Linked DNA regions of Mus musculus: all the other regions are linked to region 4. Evidence: chromatin contacts called from public Hi-C and promoter capture Hi-C data. All regions are on one chromosome and are shown on one strand. The core of a region is the stretch at or near the end of the contact, and the rest is flanking DNA. Distances in the headings are between cores, read along the strand shown.

Region 1 (2,890 bases), core at 134-2,633, 2.1 Mb before region 4:
TACACGTCTGTTAATTAAGTGAATCTCAGCTTCCTGCTACCTACTCTCAGCAAAGTGTCTGTGGATTTAAAAGGCCCACTGCATGTTCTTGGGCAGTAACCAAGACTCTCTGACCCCTCCCCATGCAGGAGACACTACAAGGACAGAACTTCCTGTGGATCGCTCACGCATCCATCCACTCAACTCTTACAGAAGACCTTCACGATATGGCCCTGACCTTTCTTTCTGTGGGAGCTTAATGAACATCAGTCTACTCTCACACAGTTTATACTCTAGAAGAAGGGCAAGGCCATAAACAAGTAAACACAAGTACTCAATGTAATTTCAGGTAGTGCTGAGTGGATGGGTGGCCTAAGGTGTTCCCATAAGCACTCTGAAGGTGATATGCGGGTAAATTAACAGCCTATGCAACTGCCTCAAGTCGGGAAGCAGCACTAACCTCCTGTGCTCCGAGAAGCCTGAGAGGGTTGTGGGCGAGTACAGAAAAGCAAGAGACTAGGTTGGGAAGCAGGGCTCGAGCACCCGAGTCTTCTAGATCGGATAAAGACCCTGGACTTTCATTACAAGTCTCACAGAAACCATGACTGTAAAACTCTATGCAGCTGCATCTATCTCACTTAGGAACACACTCTACAAAGTGTAAAGAAAACGCGCGAGATCAACAGGAGAGGGATAGTAGCAGTGTTCTAAGGAAAAGGAGGCAGGGAACAGAAGTCAAATTAAGAATAAGCTTTGACACAAATAGAAAGGACAGTTTCACGGTAGGTGGGTGTGAGCCTCAAACAGGTTGGGAATAACAAAGGATTTGTAAACAGTTTCTAAAAAAGAGAAGACAAGACAAAGAGTCCCATTACGATCGATCCTCACATCGTGTAGAGGCGAGCTTTTGGAAAGGCCTTCATCTGCTGGCCGGAGCTTTGTCAGAGAGCGGGAAGAAAAGGGAATGAAACTGATGTGTGCTTCTCAGAAAAGTGACAGGTGGTAAACACCCCCGGGCAGGTAGGGGGTGGGACAGCAGCAAGGCACTCCTGAGTTCCCCTTTTTGTGGGGAAGGTGTTAAAGAAGTCGCATTTTCGAAGCAACCTCGTCTTGGCTGGCCAGAAAGTGAGGGAAACCGGATGGACATCCGGGCTGTGCATTGGGACCCTCCCCATAACGGATCTGCAAAGTCGTGGACCCGAAGTGCAAAAGACAAGGAGAACCGCAGGGCAAGGTTAGGATTTGTGGGGAGAAACTTCTCAGCCACCAGCACCGTTACCTACATGAAACCAGCACCCCCGGTCACCAGGACCCGCTTCGCGAAGCTGCCGGGAGGACCAGAACGCTCCTCCCGGCTCGCAGCGGACATCTTCAGCTCTGCAGAGCCAGCGCCGTAAAGCGCGGCGTCTGAAGAACCGAGGGAAGCAGCTTCACGACGCTTTACGACATGCCCCGCCCCCGACACGTTCAAAGGAAGTCGCAGAGGCTTCCGGGTTCTCCCAGACCCCAAAAGAGGGGCGGAGCCGGCAGTGGCACTGCGCAGGCGCGCACTCTCTAGCCCATAGTCACCAGCTAGGAGAAATTAGGGTCATTGGTACTAGGGTCTGGAATATTTTCTAAGCAAGTGTCACCAGCATGGATTACTACTATAGGTGCTTAGAAATTCGGAGTTATGAATCGATGCCTTCATTTTTGAACTTCAGCTATGCTCATAGACTAACACCCAGCTGAGCAGAATCCTCTAGAATGTATGCAGTATGGAAATGGAAAGTTGCATTGCAAAATTATGTTTCACTGTTGTAAATACTGTCACAAAAGGCGAAGGCCGCTTGCAATCATGATAAGTAAGTTTTGCAGAGTTCCCTGGAAGGTTTTACTCTCTTCTCTTGTCTGCTCACTGTGCCCCAATCCTGGTCCTTCTTGCTCTTATTTATATTACCAGGTGTTCTTCCCTGGTCTACCTGCCCTTTCCTCGGATGTCTGACTAGTGTTTACCTCCTTCAGTTCTCAGTTTGAGTGCCATCTTCCTATTAGAGTCATTCCTTGACTCTAACCATGCAGAACCATTTTTTTTTTTTTGTTTTCTTCTTATCATTCATCAACAAATTGGCCACTGATGTAATTTCTCACTGTCTCTGCTCCATGGAGGTAAGGCCATTCATTTCTCTGGGACCAGATCTATCACACACTCATCAACAAGTGGGCTTATCATATGATTGCTCACTGCTGTTTATATTATAGTCTGCTGCTTTCTATGAATTCGGAGGCTCTACCAAGTGGGAGTGATTAGAAGTCATATTAATTTTTTATGTACCGAGGCATCAAAAAAAAAAAAAAAAAGCCTGTCTTCAGTGAAAGAGAATAACATTACTGATCAAGAAGAAAGACATGAAGCCAGCAGGTGATAGCACACACCTCTAGTGCCAGCACCTGGGAGGCAGAAGCAGATGGATCTCTGAGTTCAAGGACAGCCTGGTCTACAGAGTGAGTTTCGGGACAGCCAGGTTACACAGAGAAACCCTGTCTCAAGCACACACACACACACACACACACACACACACACACACACACACGAGACAAAGGGAAAGTGCCTACAGTAATCAAAGCCCATGCTCTGCTTTTCCTTTAGAATCAACCTCACCCACGTTCTTGGTTTACCATTTACACAATTAAAGCTTTCAACAACTTAAACTTAGTAGGGTTTTATTTTATCAAACAATGAAAAACCTGGCAATGCTCTGAAAGAAAGGTTCAGAGAGCACCATCAAGAAACCCAGGCAGTCAATCTGTATAAACAAAGGCTGGAGGGAAGTGTGGCCCAGTGGTTAAGAACGCTAGTTTCTCTTCCAGAGGACCCAGGTTAGATTCCTAGCACCCACATGGTAGCTCACAACCTTCTGTAACTCCAATT
Region 2 (2,799 bases), core at 280-2,779, 2.7 Mb after region 4:
TCAAAAGGTCAAAAAGACCTCAAACAATATCTCCCCAGAGGCTAAATGGCACTGAGCTGTGAACTGTAAGCTTCCGATAACAATGGTCACAGCAGCCCTGGCTGCAATGAGGCAGAGTGACCCAACCTAATTGATTCACCCCGGGAAAACGGGGAACCGGCTGCAGCCACCTAACTGGAGACTCTTCCACAGGCATGGAGAGCCTCTTGTCCTTTACATTAAGGGCAATGCATCCAGGGCCAGTTGCCCTTCAGGATGGAGGGCAACCTTGCCTCTAGAAATCAGATTAAATAATGTGATAGTTTCTGACCACCCGTATCTGGCACGATGCAGAGAGAGCTAGCACACATTGTGCTAGAGGCAAAGGAGCCAGCCATCCTCTGTAGTGATGGGCCAAAAGCAGAGTAAGGTGAATCCTGTTGTGACCCATCTTCCTAATTCAAGAAGTGGCTGCCCATCTGAGGTTTCACATTCAGAATTTCTGCCTCAGAAAGTTTCCACTTTGCTAGCATGTAACCATTTTCCCACCCAGGTGGGCGAGCATACCTCACTTTGCCCCAGTTCCACCTATAGTGCACAGCTTTCGGGGGATGCAGGTACAAGGGGCAAAAATGGTTCCAGTCAATCCTTACTATAATTCTCCCCATCCATCTGTTCACGGGGAGAGAGCAAAGTGTGGATGATTCAGTGGAGATATCTGTCCTCTAACTCCTCCTTTCTTTTGTGTGTAGTTATAAAAAGAAAGAAAACACAAACAGCCCACAGTCACAACATCAACAACCCAGACTCCCCGTGGAGTTCGCAGGAGGTGAGGCGGTTGCTACACCACCTGCTTGGCTCCCCCAACTCCTGGCAGCCGTTCCAGGCTCCCAGGCCAGTGGTACCAGCTTTGCTCCACAGTTGAGCGTAGAGTAACTGGCACTCCTGGCTCTGCTGGGTGGCTCTCCGTGTAACCCTGGGCGGGCGGCCAAGCTACCCGGCTGTGTCCAGCCGTCGCCCGTGCCTTGGCCAGCTGGCGACCAGGCGCGGGGACCCCGCGGCCAGGTGGCCGCTGCACCCGGTGGACTCCCGGGTTACAAAGCTGTTGCACGGCTGGGTCAGACAGTAGCAGGCAAGGGTCTGGCTCGGCGACCTCGGCCGTAGCAGGGCAGTGCCGGAGCTTGAGCTCGGGGCGCGCACCCTTACCGCGCGCTCTTTGTCCGGGGTGCGGCTTCTACCCAGGCGCAGACCGCCCGGGGCGGCGTCCGCGGGAGGCAGCTCGAGTGTCGGAGCTAACTCTAGTAGAGGTGCAGAGCTCGGGCGCCGCCCCCGGGCCCCAGCGCAGGGCTGGCGGCTCAGCTGAGAGCCCGGGAGCCCGCGCCCAACTCCGAGCGCCCTGCAGCTGCGCTCGGCCCTCAGCGGGCCGCCCCGCGCTTTACCTGCAAGGAGCACGAGCCGCGATCTCATCTCCCCTCCCGCGTGCTTAAACTCCGGCGGCTCCCCAGCCCGCCGCCGCCAGGGGAGGGGCTGCCCTCCCACTCCCACCCCGCCGCGTCCCGCCCCCCGCCGCGCCGCTTCCCACTCGCGGCTGCCCGCTCCCGTCTAGTCCCGCCTCCCGCCGCGGGACCATCGGTTGCCCTTTCCATCACTCACGCTCTCCTCTTCCGCTTATTGGTCCGTGTCGGAGTGACGTCGGAACAGAGCGCTCGCCACGAAGGAGGCGCAGGGGCAGACAGGCTTTGCTGGGAAGAGAAAGCGCAGCTGGGACGCGAAGCAGCAGCGGCGGTTCCCGGGCCTGGCCGCTGTTCCCTGCGGATCCGTGCGTTCTAAGCCTATTCCTGGCTTGTCTCGCACGTTCCGCCGAGGGCTGTGGAATCCCTGCAGAAAATCTCAACTCCACGCTTCTTTCTGTCTGAAGTTGTTGAAGAAATGTCCCCACTTTCTCCCTTTGAAACGGGAAGTGACTTCCTCCTCCTAAGGCCGTGCAACCTCAGGACTGCGCCTCCTTTGGAGCAGTGCCATACAGTCACGACCACTAGGTGCTACACCTCCCTCCTGATGGGAAGGTCACCCACTCAGTTTCCACTCCTAGTACTTATTTGTGCTGCCACCTTCAAGAGAAAAAACCTTTGTACTTTCCACTACCAGACTTACAGACCTCAAACCTCAATGACCTCCGACCCTCCTCAAAGCATCAGTCTCTGATCTGTCTCCCTCTTTGGAGTGGAGTCCGCATCCTCAGCACCAAGTGACTTCCAAGCTTTCCTCTGCTCTATGTGTCACCCTGCCTTTCGCTGCCCTTCATCGCTGAAGCAGAGTGCTTCTCCCCTCCCCCACCCCCACCTCCACCCCCAACCACAGCTGTTTCCAACTTCATTCATTTGGCTTTCATTCAGGGAAACTGCATTTGCCAGTCACCTCTGCTGTCTTCTGCCCTTACTAAGGCCAGAGGACATTTTGCTTCCCAATGCTACCTCATCTCACAATTTCCTCCTCCTTAAAATGCCCTCTTCTTTATGCCTATTGCCTTTTCTCTCTCCTGTCCCCCTCCCCCACCCCACCCCCAAGTCTATTTGACTGGCTTGCCTGCCCTGAATGATCGCTAAGAGTTTTAAAAGCCTCATCCTTTTCTCCTACTCCACAAATTTCCCTGTATGATTTAATCTGCTGCCAACACTCCAATCAATACATTTCAGATTTACACTTCTTTTCCTTGCTTTCTCGGAGTTCAAACCTATTTATCTAGTTCCCCACTTAGCTTCTCCCCTTGTATATGCCACCACATCTCAAATAGTAAGACATCCGTCATGCTTTCTCTGC
Region 3 (2,876 bases), core at 354-2,853, 2.6 Mb after region 4:
ACAAAGAGGGGAGATAGATACCCATGGCTATAGGGGTGGGACAATACAGGGAAGCCTTTGACTGAAGGATGAGTGTTAGTCAAGATGCTGGGTGGTTATTGTTAGCTCAGAGTCTCCAAATAAAATTTCCAGTATTTACTGGCTTCAGATGGGGAATGTTCTAGAGAAGGCTGCTAAGATCATTTGATGTCGTCTTCCTATTGCTACCTTCCCATGGACCATGTCCCTCTTCAAACATGACAGCACTAGTCTGTAGGGCAGAGGGTCCTCTCCCCTAACAAGACCCTGGCCAAGGCCAATAAAGAGTCATCCCATGACTCCTTTTCAAGCTTTGACAGACAGAACTGGAGCTCTCAAAAGTTCTTACTAGATAAAGAAGAAACTTTTATTTGTTTTGGTTTTGATATTTTTTTGATGTAAGATCTTGCATATCCCAGGATGGTCTGCTTTAGCGTTCTGAGTGCTGGAATCACAGACATAAGCCACCACACCTGGCTTGATCCTGTACTTAAAAAAAATTAACCTTTGCAGGGTTTTGGTTTTGGTTTTGGTTCTGTACCACACACTGCCATCCACTAATGACCACCACAGACAGACGTCAGTCCAGCTCACCACTTCACACAGAAGGGTGAATTCTACCACTGAGCCACATTCCTAATCCCAACTTGGTCTGCTTATTTTCCAGTGCTGGAGAGCCAATCTTGGGCCTTTTGCATGCTAAGGACATGGTTTGTAAGTTCACTAGTTTAAATAAAAGGTTCAGTACAAAAAAAAAAAAAATCCACCAATTAACTTTGCAAACTAGCTTTTAGAGAAAAATGCCCTCTATTGTTGAAGTCTGGCCTGCTTACTCAGGGACTTCTCAGAGAAGGTTCAGGAAAATGAGGCCAAACTGCAGAGTTCCTCACTTAGCAAGCACTTCAGTTACAGGAAACAGACCAGGAGAAAGACTTCAATTAGAAGAAATCTTTTAACATAAATAAATGAGCTTGGAGTTAAGCTAAGTTAAAATACACGCACACCTCAAATGGGTTTTAAGCGAGGCTGTAACGTTATAACTCGTTGATTAGAGTTAAACAGCAATAATAACCACGGATAGAATCAAAGGGATGGATCGCCAAAGTTCCAGGCGTTTTACTACTGGTTCCAAAGGAAATCCAGATGTGAAACGGACCAACAGAAGTTGGTTTAGGATTCTTTTTCAGGTTTTGGACTCTTCACACATAAGTGACTCCTAAAGTAAAATTAAAAAAACATTTCTTTTGAAAACCGCTAGCCACATTCCCTTAGGATCTTAAGCTACCTGTTGGAGCTGTCTGTCCCGCGAGAGCAAGCATCAGCTCCGCTCCGGTAGCAGTCACAGCACGGGCCGCCCGGGCAGCTTTCCGGGGTGGGGGTGGGGGGTCAAATGCGCGCTCCGCCCAGCGCGTTCCGCCAGGCAGACCCATACGCCGGGACGCTAGCGGACATTCGCTGGCTGGTGACAGAGTCCCTAAGCCGCCCCCAGGCTCCCAGTCCCAGCCCGCCTCGGCGCCTCACCTGCAGCGGTCGGGGGAATCACGAGGAGCGCGCCCGGACCACGGAGCGGAAATGCCCAGCTGGGCGGGTGTCGCAACCAAACCGCCCCGGGCGGCGCTCCTGCTGGTCTCTCGCCGCTCCGCCCGCCCCGGCAGCGCCACGGAGCGCACCTGGCAGCGCGCACGCCACTCCCCATGTGCCGGAACCGCGCAGGTAAGAACCCGAAGCCACATTCCTCCGAAATGCAAGCAAGCAAGCTCCCCACCACCACTCCCACCACCAGACACGGGCTCGACTGCTCCCACCAGGTTCAGCTCTACATCACACATGCTTTGACTCCACGTTAGACCCAAACACGCCTAAGATTCACTACTTCAGAGAGACTCACCCCTTCACATAGACACTGAGGTGATGCTAAACTCAGATCTGAGGAAGGCTCCACAGGACAATTAAGGCATCGCATCTGCTCGTACATATCCCTACGGGATACAGGTAACTGTAGCAATTCTGCCTACTTACCAACTCTTTTTAAAATAAAACTTGTTTAGGAGCTAATGGAAGAACTAGCTTTCCCCTACATCCTACCCTTAGGACATAAGATGTATGAGAACCAAAAGCTGAGGGCAATTTTTTCTCTAGAGATCTTTATCATGGAAGGATGTTCCTATGGCAGAATGCAGGCAGGCGTGATGCTGGAGAGTTCTATATGTCCCTATCGGGATGTGAAAGCAACGTCACAGAGATGGTGAGACTAGAGACCCATTGTCTCCTCATCGAGACCCAAATTAACTATATGACTACTGCTTTTCCTTTCATCATTTCCCATCCCTTTGACTTTGTGTATGTGGAGTACTTGAAATCGTGTTATATTCTTGGTTTTCACGTAGCATCAAATGATGCTGAAGTGGTTGTATTTTAAATAGATGTCCAAGTCTACAAGAACCCTGAACAATCATCACATTTATAAACCACCAATTTTATAGAAAGAGGACCATGAGAAGGAAAATGGGGTCTTAAAGGAGGGCCTGGGAAGGGGAGAAACAGGGAGTAATAGGATTACACATGACATCAAAGATGGGCAGGGATGAGGGAAGGAGGCATGGAGAGAAGAACAAAGCAGTACTACGAAAGTCTCAGAGCCACTCATAATGCGGCAAGCTAATTTACAAAACTAAATCGTTGAAGAAGAAGGTTAAGGGTCTAAGTATGCTTGAAGTTACTCCTTTACCACAATCTCATTTTACAGTGGAGAAATCAATAAAACCAGTAGTGGTCCCATTGTATTTACTGGAAGCAACTGGGGCACAAAGTAAATAAGCAACTAATCCCAGGTTCCAGGTAAATATGGTAAAATCAGA
Region 4 (2,700 bases), core at 10-2,509:
ATGATGTGTTTTAAGAACACAATTCCAAAATCTAAAAATACCAAAACCATTACATTCTGCCCTGTTACTCCATTCCAGATGCATTCGTTAAACAGTTGCAGAGAGAGAGAGAGAGAGAGAGAGAGAGAGAGAGAGAGAGAGAGAGAGAGAGAGAGAGAGAGGCTCAATCTTTCAGATGAATAGGATCTTTGTTCTTGCCTGTAGTTAGTCACGGGACCTTCATACTTAATTTTTAAGATGCAAAATGTTGTGTTTTGTGGAAGGAAAATGTGTGCTTATTGTGTTTTCTAAATGCCATATGTTTTTGTTTTTGTTTTCAAAGCATGCAGAAATGCTGTTGACTGAGAAGAAGAAAAAAATAACCCTTTCCGTTCTTTTTTTTCTTGCTTTATCTTAGGGAACCTCTGGCATCTGTGGGTCAACCTTTGTAGATTGAAAATGGAGGATGTCCCTTAGGTCAGTGCCATGTGTATTCAGCAGTAAACGCCCTCCAGCAGTCATTGCGGCACTAAAGACAGGATGGGCAACGTATGAGCATTTATCAAATGGCATCTAAGAAGGTTAAGACACAGTTAATCCCCCAGTGGGTGCCAGCCAAGAGCCTCAAAGCTTAATGTAGAGATATCAGTTCTGTCCTTCGGCATCCCCTAATTGAAGTCTCTAGTGCTCTGGAAACTTAGATGGAAAATATATGGGTTCCAGTAAGTAGCCACTGAAATGACAGCTCTCTAGAAAAGCTGTGTGCTGGGGCTTCAAGCATGGTCTGGTCTTCAGTGTGCAATCCAACTTGGCTATAGCCTCCCTCCGTCATGGAAATTGCCTGCAAATGTTTCGTAAGGTATCACTTTGCATGAAAAACACTGAATTGTCTCACAAACGAATGTGTACATCTATGTCAGTATGCTTCCTCAAACGCCCTAAGACTTTAGTTTGGGATCCAATTGGATTTCTTGGCCATCTTAGGAGTTTCGTGATTCCCGGAGTGTTTATGATGCAACTCCCAGCTACGGGCTGGGTGTCTCGAAGCGTATTTGTCTGAGCTACCCCTCTCTGTGCTCTGCCAATTATGTGCCACTTTGTCTCGGAGCTATGACTGCTTTCCTCGGAGAGGGAGATCCCTTTTCCATCAGTATGGACGCACTGTTTTCAGAGCCTGCCAGCGCTGTGTTGCTGTGTCAGTCATCCTATGAGGACCAGTTTCAGACGAGGAGGGCTGACGAGCTGGCCGGGGATTGGTGGGCTGAGCCTGGGCGGGGCCTGTGGGAAGGAAGGGCTGCAGCTCACAGCAACAGAGTTTAGACTGTCTTTGCTTCATCATCTGAAGGTAAAATTTTCCAGCCACGGCCGGCGGCTCGCAGAGTACAATAAACAGGGACGGAGAACTATTTGCATGGACCCCCCTTCCTCATGATGCGGTGGAGAAGCCACGGCCACTCGGTCCTGCCAGATGTTCTTGGGGTTACTGTACATGGGGAAGACGAGCAGAGCTAAACAAGGTAGGAGAAACAACCCCCCCTCCCCAATTTTTTTTTAATGTTTAAAGAGTTTGCTGCAGTATGCTGCATTCCATGTGTGTGCTTAGGGAAGCCAGGGAGACCGATTCCACTAATTCGAACGGAATACTCGCAGGAAACCCTGGAGTTTTACGTAACGTTTGGATTTGAGAACAAGAAACGGCAAAGCTGGAATCTACGCCGCCCGTTTAGGGTGAGGCATTAAAAAAAAAAAAAAAAAACCGAGGTTTTTATTTATTTATTTAAAGGACAGATTTGTTTATTATTATTATCTTTAATTATCTGAAAGATCCAGGCCAGGATTATCTTAAGATAATGGAGGTTTTTTACTGCCAGAGTGGGCTACAGAATAAAGTTTACGTGTTTCCTGTTCTTTGAAAACATACTTGAAATTAAGAATTTAAAAAAAAAATCTGCTTAAATAATCATCGGCTGAACGTTTGGGACGAAAATATGTCTGTTTCTTGGAAATTGGGGGCCACCCTGGTGCTACAGGGCAATGGCTTTAATTGAGTTTCAAAAGCACATTTTAAGCAGCACCAGGGCAGAAGAGGAAGCTTCCTGGCTAGTCTTAGACACTGTGGTTCAATGTTTACATTGCTTTTCCTGGCAGCCTCTGTCTTTGTTTCCAGCTTAAAAGTGGAACCATTATATTCAAAAGTAAGGCTGGGTTAATAATGCTTACTGCAATTATCTGATCTGTATGCATTTTTAATGAGAACACACAGCCAGCAGAATAATTTAATGAGAGCAGGCTAGCTTTTAAAGCTGGGCTCTCACTATGCCCAGCCAGATCAACTTTCTTGCCGAGAAGCAGCGGCTGGAAAGGGTGAAGCAGATTTATTTTTAACACACTTGGCCCAGGAGAAGGGAAGGCTTTCTCTGTGTTAAAGAATTCTTTCTGCCCTTTTCCGTTTTAAATTTCTGCCAGGCTGAGGAAACCGTGTTTTTTTTGTTAGGCCTTGGAAGCATGTGTTTACAATAAATGTGTAACATTTTTAGAATAGTTAGCAAGCACTGAAGCGAAGGGGGGAAAAAAAACTTGCCTAACTGCCACCTCCGTGAATGTTCTAATGTTCTTCAAAAAAGCCTTACTGTCTCTTTAAAAGACAAAGATTAAGTCGGAAAATGTCTATTAGGGCATTTTTATATTTAGGCAGCAACAAGGAACAAAAATTAAATGAGA
Region 5 (2,862 bases), core at 300-2,799, 2.1 Mb before region 4:
AAAACAACAACAACAACAAAAAACCAAAACCAAAAGAAAAACAACCGTTCTCGTGGTCTCGTGAAGCCAAAGACCCAGCAAAGCTAAGCTACCACACTGGAGATGTGGGCAGTGAGAACTGCTTACCAGGAGACGCAGGGGACTCTCTGGGCTGCTGGAAACAGACCCCACTGGGAGTCGGCTATGTGGATTTACACACTCATCAAAATCGGTCAAATTGTATCCTTCTGAACGGTTCGTTTTAATTTTACTAAATCCGTAATGGAGAGATATTCAAATGCCATTGTGATTGCAGTTGTGAAAAAGCAAGCAAATAGGGGTGCTTGACATAAGGGAGGCACAGACTCGAGGTGCAGAGCAGAGCTTAAATCACACTGCAGTAGAATGAGACTGCACAGACTTCACAAAGCAGAGGAACCACAAGTTCGTGTTACTCTCTTCTGTCAGCATAGCTGGGCTCGAAATCTAAGGTCCAGCTGACCTAGGATATAATGAAGCAGGTGGGAAAAAATAAGCTGAAACAACATGAAGTTGATTGCATAACTAAATCTAAAGGAAGGGTACATGGATTTATTTACGAGAGAGAGAGAGAGAGAGAGAGAGAGAGAGAGAGAGAGAGAGAGAGAGAGAGAGAGAGTAAAAGTAAGTGAATTTCTTAGAAAAGTGAGAGAGGACAAATGTGAAGGGAAACATTCCATGTTGCACCAGCCGGGGGTTGGGGGTGTGTGTGTGTGTGAACATTCCATGTTGCACCCGAGGCAGAATGATGCAGGACAGTTCCAAGCAATAGGAAGAATGGTTTAGGCTAGACTTTTAGAAAGACATTAGTGATTGGAAATGCTCTTACCTCCTGAAGGTCCGTTACAACGACAGCCTTGTCCCCTGAAGCACTAGAAAGGTCTCTTGCCAGTGATGTTTGCTCTTCACTCGCTGTGCCTTTTAAACTTGACATAGCGCGTGGCACAGCCCGTGTTGAGCGTCCAGGGAGAGGAGAATCCAGGGAAGATTATTTTTGTTTTGTTTTGTTGTTTTGATCAACAATATGTATCTATTTTCCAATTCTGGGATCCCTGGCTTCAAAAGGCTAAAACACATTCTTTCGTATGTTTGGGAGTCTATGAAGCATCCCCAGAATGCCACATTAGTATGTAGCTCTCCAGAGTGTGGCCTCATAACACCAAATGTCGGTCACAGTGGATGTCCATGGACATTATCACACTTTGCTTTGACAGCATGTGGGTTGGCGGTTTTTTTGTTTTTTTGTTTTTTACAGGAAGAGTCTGTCCACAAAGGTTAAGACAGTTGCCAGCTGAGTGCAGGCACTGCCTGAGGCCAGCCAGAGCTTCCTTCAGCTGCAAGAACAACATGGTGGATGGCTTCATTAACAGGCTGTTTGAACAGCATTTTCACACTCAGAGATTTAAAAAAAAAAAACAAAAAACAAACAAACAAACAAAAAAACGCTCTCAAGAGTTTGATTAGGTCTCCTGGTGAATATTGCATCCCAGCTGGGAAAGCACACAGGAAGACAGTATAAACAACCCTCCCCTAAACTGTCTGGACTCTGTTCAGTGGGATGGGTGTCTGCAGAAGATAGGCTGTGCCCAGCACCTTCCTCTCCTGCATGTAGTTTGCTGTTGCAGTTGGGTCCCTTCACCATGGGGGGAGAGGGGGACAACTGAGTTCTCTCACAATCTCAAATTATAACACACATATGTTATTAAATTATATCAGTATTTACTTATTAAACATCTACTTTTAGGACTTAAAAAAAAAAGCTTCCTTCTTAAAAGCCCAAACTTTACATGAGTGTAAAATTAAAAGGTTTACAAATAAGTGTGTTTGGCTGTATTGTATGGTGAGCTTACGTTATGGTTTAAAACAATCTTTGAAGTGTATCGGCCCTTACATGTCCTCAAGATCTAGAGGATCAGGTCCCTCATTTGCATTTCTGTATTTGCTTTGGCTCAAAATAGATTTGATTAAAAAACAAAATTTGGCAGAAGATTAATCCACAATGGGATTTTATTGCTTCTGTTATTTAAAAAACACCAGTGTTTTTGCTTTGAGGTGCGCTTAACTCGGAGCACAGCAGTTACTTTTTTTACACCCGTCTCGGTTTACTTGCCTTTGTGTCTGCCCACCGACTTCCATGTTTGTTCTGCATGTGTTGAAAGTATGAGCTCTAATTTACTCTTCCCATTTACTAGGAAGCACAATTTAGCACCACTTTCCTTGGCCAGCATGTGACAAACAACTCTTTGTAGTTACTCTGTGTGTGTGTGTGTGTGTGTGTGTGTGTGTGTGTGTGTGTGTGTGTGTGTGTATGTGTGTGGTACAATGTATCACACACACAAAAAAACAAAACAAAACAAAACAAATCAAAAACCCCAAACAAACAAAAAAAACCCAGTCTGTTTGCCTGGAAGTGCACAGAACAGACAGGAGAACGTTGAGAAGAGAACAGTTAGGGTTGAAAGGCCAGACTCTAATTGCCCACCGCACTATTTCTGGGATGTCTGCTACAGGAGCTGGACTTTGGTGTAGTTGACTTGGATTTCCATTTTGTTTCCTATGATGCGTTGACTAGTATTTTCTGTGTACAACTCTAGAGTCAAGCAAGGCTCAAGACTGGAAGGGAAGTTTGGCTCTTAGATTTATGGTCTAAGTTAGCTTTGTACTTGAAACACATAAAATGGGTCTGAGGAAGCTGTTTCTTTTTATCTGTGGGTACTACATAACATAGCCCCCATCATGGCCCATCATTCTTTGTCTGTGTTACATGTGTGTGCATATATGTATCTAGGCTTCAGTACATCCATGTGGTATCTATTTGCGTACACATATCTAAACATGATGGAA

The links. Promoter capture Hi-C pulls out the DNA fragments that hold promoters and counts their contacts. Hi-C and Micro-C count contacts between places; a contact is called where the count stands out from the background.
Region 1: a contact with region 4 is called in a promoter capture Hi-C map of the HPC-7 cell line. The contact joins the promoter of Tgds here to the promoter of Mbnl2 in region 4. A contact is called at or near these places in 5 of 39 promoter capture datasets (the C10 cell line, the HPC-7 cell line, liver and 1 more), 3 of 484 Hi-C or Micro-C datasets (the G1E-ER4 cell line, pre-B cells and regulatory T cells), 1 of 115 datasets of contacts at active chromatin or transcription factors (thymic regulatory T cells) and 1 of 9 other capture datasets (liver).
Region 2: a promoter capture Hi-C map of pre-B cells shows a contact between it and region 4, with 13 times the contacts expected there. The contact joins the promoter of Tmtc4 here to the promoter of Mbnl2 in region 4. A contact is called at or near these places in 3 of 39 promoter capture datasets (liver and pre-B cells), 2 of 484 Hi-C or Micro-C datasets (B cells and CD8 T cells) and 1 of 9 other capture datasets (liver).
Region 3: a contact with region 4 is called in a promoter capture Hi-C map of pre-B cells, with 3 times the contacts expected there. The contact joins the promoter of Ggact here to the promoter of Mbnl2 in region 4. A contact is called at or near these places in 3 of 39 promoter capture datasets (liver and pre-B cells).
Region 5: a contact with region 4 is called in a Hi-C map of the G1E-ER4 cell line, with 4 times the contacts expected there. The contact joins the enhancer-like site here to the promoter of Mbnl2 in region 4.

What each region holds. Positions count from the first base shown.
Region 1 is chr14:118,131,382-118,134,271 of GRCm38.p6, forward strand. It overlaps Tgds (TDP-glucose 4,6-dehydratase), which reads right to left and starts at 1,384. Exons shown (of 12, transcript NM_029578.3): 1 at 1,263-1,384. The coding sequence starts at 1,348.
Region 2 is chr14:122,981,754-122,984,552 of GRCm38.p6, forward strand. Tmtc4 (transmembrane and tetratricopeptide repeat containing 4) reads right to left here and starts at 1,530. Exons shown (of 18, transcript NM_028651.3): 1 at 1,419-1,530.
Region 3 is chr14:122,911,562-122,914,437 of GRCm38.p6, forward strand. Ggact (gamma-glutamylamine cyclotransferase) reads right to left here and starts at 1,604. Exons shown (of 3, transcript NM_145466.2): 1 at 1,540-1,604. 4930594M22Rik (RIKEN cDNA 4930594M22 gene) reads left to right here and starts at 1,469. Exons shown (of 2, transcript NR_155287.1): 1 at 1,469-1,731.
Region 4 is chr14:120,274,410-120,277,109 of GRCm38.p6, forward strand. It overlaps Mbnl2 (muscleblind like splicing factor 2), which reads left to right and starts at 1,260. Exons shown (of 8, transcript NM_207515.2): 1 at 1,260-1,496. All of the region lies in intron 2 of Gm52122 (a long non-coding RNA gene), which reads right to left.
Region 5 is chr14:118,187,017-118,189,878 of GRCm38.p6, forward strand. No RefSeq gene overlaps it. Among named protein-coding and RNA genes, the nearest start is that of 4933431J24Rik, 23 kb to the right of the region's middle. Within about 2 kb of position 1,550, at least 5 of the 459 cell types and tissues checked have an H3K27ac peak or open chromatin away from gene starts, as enhancers often do. A contact at or near this core is called in the G1E-ER4 cell line, where this site is marked.